Linked DNA regions of Ovis aries: region 1 is linked to region 2. Evidence: chromatin contacts called from public Hi-C data. All regions are on one chromosome and are shown on one strand. The core of a region is the stretch at or near the end of the contact, and the rest is flanking DNA. Distances in the headings are between cores, read along the strand shown. Region 1 holds the start of NCK1 (NCK adaptor protein 1). Region 2 overlaps IL20RB (interleukin 20 receptor subunit beta).

Region 1 (3,360 bases), core at 666-3,165, 110 kb after region 2:
ATAAATATCACCAAAACAAAGTCAGCATATGGAATCAGTTTTGAAGGAAGACTATAAATTCTATCTTTCAAATAAAGTGAGGAACATCCAGACAGAATTGTTGCCTTATTAAATAATCTTTAAATGTCATTTTTGGCCCTGTCAATTGTCTTCCTAAAACACCACAGCAAAGTATTAACAGAGAATTTGTTAAATGCTTAGTGATTTCAATAGTTTCCTCCAATTCTACTTATTGACGAAATAAGAAAATCATTTAGTCTTCTGGTGTAGGCAGAAAAATATCTGGTATTTTTCCATATTACAAAGGTAAATAAATTGTAAAAATTGTTAAACTATAAAAGAATAAAATAGACAGGATATGGATTTATTAAGTCTTCCTGACAAGTGATTTATAACATTTGCATCAAATCTACCTTGAGTTTTGGCAGGGAAGTTCTCAAAGGTGCAAAAAATCCAGTGGCCTAAAACATATCTCAATATCTAACAAAACGTACCCTGTTATGTTTCATGTTTTATTTTCAAGGACCTGAAAGCACTAGTAAAATCTAGACTAAATATTTAGAAAAACAGAACAAACAAGTTTAAAATTTAATATATGAACAAGCACAGCTGAGAAATCCTGAACATTCTGCAAACTGTTCAGAATTTTCCAAAGAAGAAAATCGTAAAGTTTGCAATAAAAATGAAATAAAACTATTAATCAACCAAAGCACAGATCTCGAGTTTCTATCAAACTATGAGGGATATCTATTTAAGAACTGAATATTACTGACAATTACCAAACAGAACCTTCTTCTTGGATAATTCCCCATTTACTCTGTAAACTCCCTGAGGGTTGAGACACAGCACTTTCCATCTGCTTAATAAACTGTATGGTTGGTCTTTCTTACATCTACCAAAGTAAGATTTTTAAAAATGAATACCTCTTGCAACATTTACTTGTCCTGACTGAACAGTGAGCTTTTTTTTGCTCACCACCCAAGATGGGGATAGAAATTTCTTCAACTCATCCTTTCCTAACTCCCCTGGTTTCTTGCCAAAGTTAACGGGCAGAATTATTTTTAAGTGACTAGTTCATTAGTGTGACACTAAACTGGGCGTCTGTAAAGTAAGGGTTCTCAGTCCGGCACAAAATTCAGCTTCCCGAGCTTCTAATAGCAAACTTTTATGGACACACACAGGAAAGGTTACAAAACCAACTACCAAGATACATTTTTCCCCCCGGATATATTACAACTCAAGTCAAAAGCTTACAGCCCAAGTAACTCACGTACGAATCCATGATATTATAATAACCCAGATTTCCCAACAAGGGAAACTGCAGGGGGCTGGGTGGGGGGAGGGGCGGGAGGCGCATCCCGAGGATGTCCATCCTCCGCACCCTGAACGGCTCCCTCCCACTCCTAGAGGTAAGCGCCCCTCTCCACCACCACCGCGGCCTCGGAATGCGCCACAAAGCCGTCAGGACTTTGAGAGGTAAAGAAAAGGAGGAGGGTGCACGCCACACACTCGACCTCTCAGCCTCCAGGGACGGCCGGCCGCAGCGCTCACCCGGACCCGACGCTCCAGGGAGGGACAGGAAGGTCGTAGGGCTGCGCCTCCCAGGGCAGTGGCCGGAGGGTCGCGCGAAGCCGCGAGGCAAAAAGCCCAGGCCCGACCAAGCGGCCTCCCCGCCCCCTCCGGCTTCGCTCCGAGCCGGCAGACGGCGCCCCGGGAGCTAACTTCAGCAGGGAAGAGGAAGCTCCGCGGCAAGTAACGGGCTATGTAGATTCCCCAGACGAGAAAAAGGCTGTCTGTGCGTCTGCCTGCCGGCAGGACCGTCTCACCTCCCCTCTGCCAAGCCCGGGCGGCGCCAGCTCACTTGAGGAGGGCAGGGACGCCGCCACGGCCGCCGCGATGGCCGTTACGGCACGAGGCCTCCGCTCTGCCGCCGCGTAGCTCTGGGGAGAGAGGCGGGGCGTGCGCGGCGGGAGGGCGGGGCTGCAGCGCCGACCGGTCGCGAGGCCCTGGGCGGACCCGCGCAGACAGGAAACCCCCCCTCCCTGCCCAATCTGATAGGTTCAGTCTTCCCCTTCCCTCCTATCACTGACGCGAGGGCGGTCTTCGCCGCTCTGGGATTGGGCGAGCCCTCCTGTCAATCAATTGCTGTGCTAGGTGTGGAGCTGAGGCTGCTCGGTGGAGAGGGAGTGAGAGAGACAGAAGCGCCCTGCCAGTTTCTGGGTTTTGTTGCTTCTGTGTCTCTGGCTGATTATTCTGGGGCCTTCCTCCTCAGCGCCACAGGAGATTCCACAACAGAACTGACTGCTTTCCGAGTTAAGCCCCGACTGCTCTGGGAGCTTCCTTCTGGTTTCTGCACCTGAAGAAGGTCTTACCAGCGGAAAGTTCTTAGGGACGGGAGCGAAAATGAGAAGCAAACAAAAAGGCCTGAACGTAGAGTCCTGAGAGAAAAATGTAAGACGTGTCCTTAACTTGAACCGCAAACCAAAATAAGCTGAGTCTGAGGGCCTTCGAAGCGCCCTGGTGCGTGGATAGCTTCCATTCTTGGTTGCCGTAGCCTTGCTGTGAGGACAGTGACTTTCGGTGACAGGTCTGTTCTTTCTTAGCTGCCCAGCCCCAGACACCTGCCATCAGTAAGTTGGTTCTCCCCACGCCGGAGCCTCAGACCCCATCACCTGCCTCTTCCTCCCCAGCCATCTCTGTGGCTCTGCGTAGGCGTTTGCCGCCCAGGGAAGCCTGGTAAGTGCACAGGTGTTTTCCCCATCCAGCTGCTGAAAGAGCCAGACTTTTTGCGACTCCATGGATCTGAAGCCCACCAGGTTCCTCTCTCCATGGAATTTGCCAGGCAAGAATCCTGGAGCTTTTTGCCATTTCCTAGGGATACAACCAGCGTCTCCTGCACTGGCAAGGGGATTCTTTACCACCTGGGGAGACCTCCCTACCCCTACATGATTTCAAATCAGAAATCATGTCAGTCAGTACTGTTTTTCCCCAGTACCTAGCACATGGTAGTGTTAGGCACTTAGTCCTGTCTGACGCTTTGCGACCCCATGGACTGTAACACATGGAATTGTCCAGGCAAGAATACTGGGGTGGGTTACCATTTCCTTCTCCAGGGGATCTTGGACCCAGGGATCGAACCCAAGTCTCCCACTTTGCAGGCAGATTCTAGCACATGGTAGATCATCAGTAAGTATTGTTTAAGGCATTAGTACAGCTTCAATCCCCAATTTCATTCATTTATGCTTTTCTGTATTTAACTTCAGAATTATTCATTTGTATCCTAATAGAGGAATATGGTTCACTTGCCATATATATGATCACACGGTCAAGCATAAATCACCTGTGGCCCCTTCCTGGCCT
Region 2 (3,358 bases), core at 277-2,776:
GCATATACTCAGAGAAATTGTCCACATTAAAATCTGGGGGAAAACAGAATAGAAATTAAAAGACTTATGGAAAGGAATGCATGTAGGAAGACACTGGAACGATGTAGGAAGGATGGAGAGGGGAACAGAGAAGCAAAAGGGGGTCAAAGATCATGGCATTTATCTTCCATGGACGAAAGTGGACATTCTCTCACAGAATCTCTTGTCTCTGGTCTCATCTCAGTTGCTTGGATTTTCCCTGGACTGAAAGGAGATCAAATCAGTCAATCCTAAAGGAAATCAACCCTGAATATTCATTGGAAGGACTGATGTAGAAGCTGAAACTCCAATACTTTGGCCACCTGATGTGAAGAGCTGACTCATTGGAAAAGACCCTGATGCTGGGAAAGATTGAAGGCAGAAGGCGAAGGGGGCGGCAGAGGATGAAACGATTAGATAGCATTACTGATTGAATGGACATGAATTTGAGCAAACTCCAGGAGATAGTGGTGGACAGAGGAGCCTGGCATGCTGCAGTCCATGGGGTGGCAAAGAGTTGGAAACAACTTAGAGACTGAACAACAACAAGAACAGAATGCATTAGGATTCCTAGGAGCTCTTGTCTTTTGAGTGCTTTCCTTGTGCTCCTGAAGTTCTGCATAGATGCAACATGGAGGGAGCTCTGGAGGCCTGCTTTTGCATTTCCCCCACCCCTGCAAAGCACATGGGGCCTGCCCCCACAGGGAGACTCAGATGGATGGCCCAGGGTCCTCAAGGCTTGTGAGCTGTGGGGACCCCTCACCCTGGGTAGTCACTGGGCAGGTGCGGATAGTTCCCCTGCCCCAGCCAAAGGCAAAGCACTGTCCGCATGCCCCACACTCACACACATGCACCTCACCCCAAGAACCCAGGATACTCTTGGTGTATGAATTGACTCTGTTGTGTTGGAACTTGTTTCTGGATATAGCTGCTGTTATAATGATGGGAGGGGGCCAAGAAGGCCTGGTTTGCCGGTCCTCAGGGTAAGACTGTGCATGATTCCTGGAACGCCGAGCTCCTGGCCTGGGCTACACACCTGCTGCCTTGCTGTGCCAGGCCCTAGGGGTAAGCAGCAGAGGCCTGACGGGAACCTGGGGGAGGCCAACCTCCACCCAGAAGGGTGGTCTCCCAGCCCCTCTAATTAGAAGGGAGGTCCTTCTCCCTTCTTGGTGCAAATGCTTGTTCACCCACGAAGCAGAGGTCCATATCCCGCTCAGGCCCAGAAGACACCTGGACAGCGTGTCACACTGAAGGGGAGGAGAGTAGTTACCAAGGTGTTGGGGAGCATCACCACGGGGCAGCAGGAGTGCTGGAGCAGCCGGCCCATCTTCCAGATGGAGAGCAGCGCCACCACCAGGATCAGCACGAAGCCCACAAAGGCAAGCAGGGCCAGCGCCAGAGGCAGGGCCTCTCCTGAAAACAGAAAGACAGGAACCGGCTTAGGAGACAGCCCCAAAGACCAACTCGCTCGCCAGTCCTGGGCCTCCCTGGCCTTCCCGGGATTGGCTCTGCAGACGGATCAAGAGAGCAGACTCCGGCACCCTGAGATCTAACATATGCCCCAGGGACAAGAGTGACCACCATTCAATCGTTTTTCTAGAATCCAGATTGGTTTCCAGAAAGGGAGGAGCCTCATGCATTAAGCACTAGCTGTGTTTGCACACACCTTGGTACCACTGCCAGAAGGAAGGCAGAGAGCCAGGCCCCCAGGCAAGATGAGGGGGTGGCGCCCAAGAGCACAGCCCAGAAGGGAGCTGGGCGGTAACTGAAAACAAAGTGTGTTTCACAATTTTCTCTTGGCATTGATCCGTATTATGGAGGAAAATACTGAATTCAGAACAGTCACATAATAACTCCGATGTAGCAAGTCCTGGCCATGGCTAAGTGACTTACCCCAGGTCACACAGGGAGGGCCGGGCCGAGCTCCAAATGCTACTAAGTATTGTATCAGAAAGTGCCAAGTCTGAGCATCTGGAGATACCGAAGTGCGGGATGGGTTATTTTCCCATCTCTCCATCCTATTCGTGTAGCCCCTCTGAGCTGGGCTGCTCACCCACAGTGTGAAGGGTGGCACAGCTGATGCAGCTGCAGAGAAGCTGGGAGGGTCTCCTCAATGCTTTTGGAAACTACTTTGGCAGTACACATCAAGAGATGGGGCTTCCCAGGAGGCTCCGTGGTAAAGATTCTGCCTGCCAATGCAGGGGACATGCGTTCAATCCGTGGGTCAGGAAGAACCCCTGGAGAAGGAAATGGCAGCCCACTCCAGCATTCTTGCCTAGAAAACCCCGTGAAAAGAGGAGCCTGGTGGGGTACCGTCCACGGGGTTGCAAAAGAGTCAAACAGGACAGTGACTGAGCACAGAGCACGCATCAGGAGATACACAAACGTTCAGACTCTTTCACCCGCTCCTGTGAGTAGATTCCAAACAATAATTCCAAAGAGGACAAAACATACACATAAAGCAATTCATAGCAACGTCTAGATTAGAGCAACAGCTTCATAACCAGCTGTCCGCAGAGCCCACAGCAGCACACCTGCACCTCCCTCTACCCCAGTATGCTCTGGTGTGTTCCCTCATAGCACGAACCACCACAGGAAACCATCGCATTTGCTTACTTGTCTGTCTACTCAACTAGAAGGTAAGCTTAGTGAGGGTAGGGACTATATCCCAGTGACAGTGCTCAGTAATTATTCACTGAATGAATGAATGAATCCGTGAAAATGAACATCATCTTCAAAAGCAGATGGAAATGGGTACTTCCGGAAGTAGTCCCATGGTTAGGAATCCAGCTTCCAATGCAGGGGACATGGGTTTGATCCCTGGTCTGGGAAGATCCTATATGACACTGAACCATTAAGCCCACGTGCCACAACTACTGAGCCTGCGCTCTAGCGCCCACGAGCTGCAACTACTGAAGCCGCCATGCTCTGCAACAAGAGAAGCCACTGCAACAGGAAGCCTGAGCACTGCATGGAGAGCATAGCCCCTGCTTGGTGCAACTAGAGAAATCCCACATGCAGCAAGGAAGACCCAGCACAGACAAAACTAAATAATCTTTTATAAAAAAGCAGATGGAAATGACCTAAATATCCCCAAGGAGAGGATGATTTGCCACATCATCAAATATCAGCATGTCAGGTCAGGAGGTCAGCTATTAAAATGAGAATTAGGGTACATAATATACACAAGCTTGTTCACTGCATCATGGGTGGTAGTTGCAAAACACTGGAAAGCCCAGAATATACCTAGTTACGGGGTTCTGTTACACGTATTTTGACACACCCACACATTGGCTTGTTATGCATCTTTAAAAATGAGGTAGATCCATATGCACTGACG

What was found. A called contact is a pair of places that touch in the nucleus more often than the background predicts.
Region 1: a contact with region 2 is called in a Hi-C map of tail adipose tissue, with 3 times the contacts expected there. The contact joins the promoter of NCK1 here to the enhancer-like site in region 2. A contact is called at or near these places in 5 of 16 Hi-C or Micro-C datasets (liver, muscle, omental adipose tissue and 2 more).

What each region holds. Positions count from the first base shown.
Region 1 is chr1:252,945,977-252,949,336 of ARS-UI_Ramb_v3.0, forward strand. NCK1 (NCK adaptor protein 1) reads right to left here and starts at 1,916. Exons shown (of 4, transcript NM_001166199.1): 1 at 1,827-1,916. It overlaps LOC121817339 (a long non-coding RNA gene), which reads left to right and starts at 2,141. Exons shown (of 3, transcript XR_006057174.2): 1 at 2,141-2,736; 2 at 3,288-3,360.
Region 2 is chr1:252,835,560-252,838,917 of ARS-UI_Ramb_v3.0, forward strand. IL20RB (interleukin 20 receptor subunit beta) reads right to left here. Exons shown (of 7, transcript XM_042236712.1): 6 at 1,289-1,431. Among named protein-coding and RNA genes, the nearest start is that of IL20RB, 30 kb to the right of the region's middle. Within about 2 kb of position 1,527, at least 8 of the 54 cell types and tissues checked have an H3K27ac peak or open chromatin away from gene starts, as enhancers often do. A contact at or near this core is called in tail adipose tissue, where this site is marked.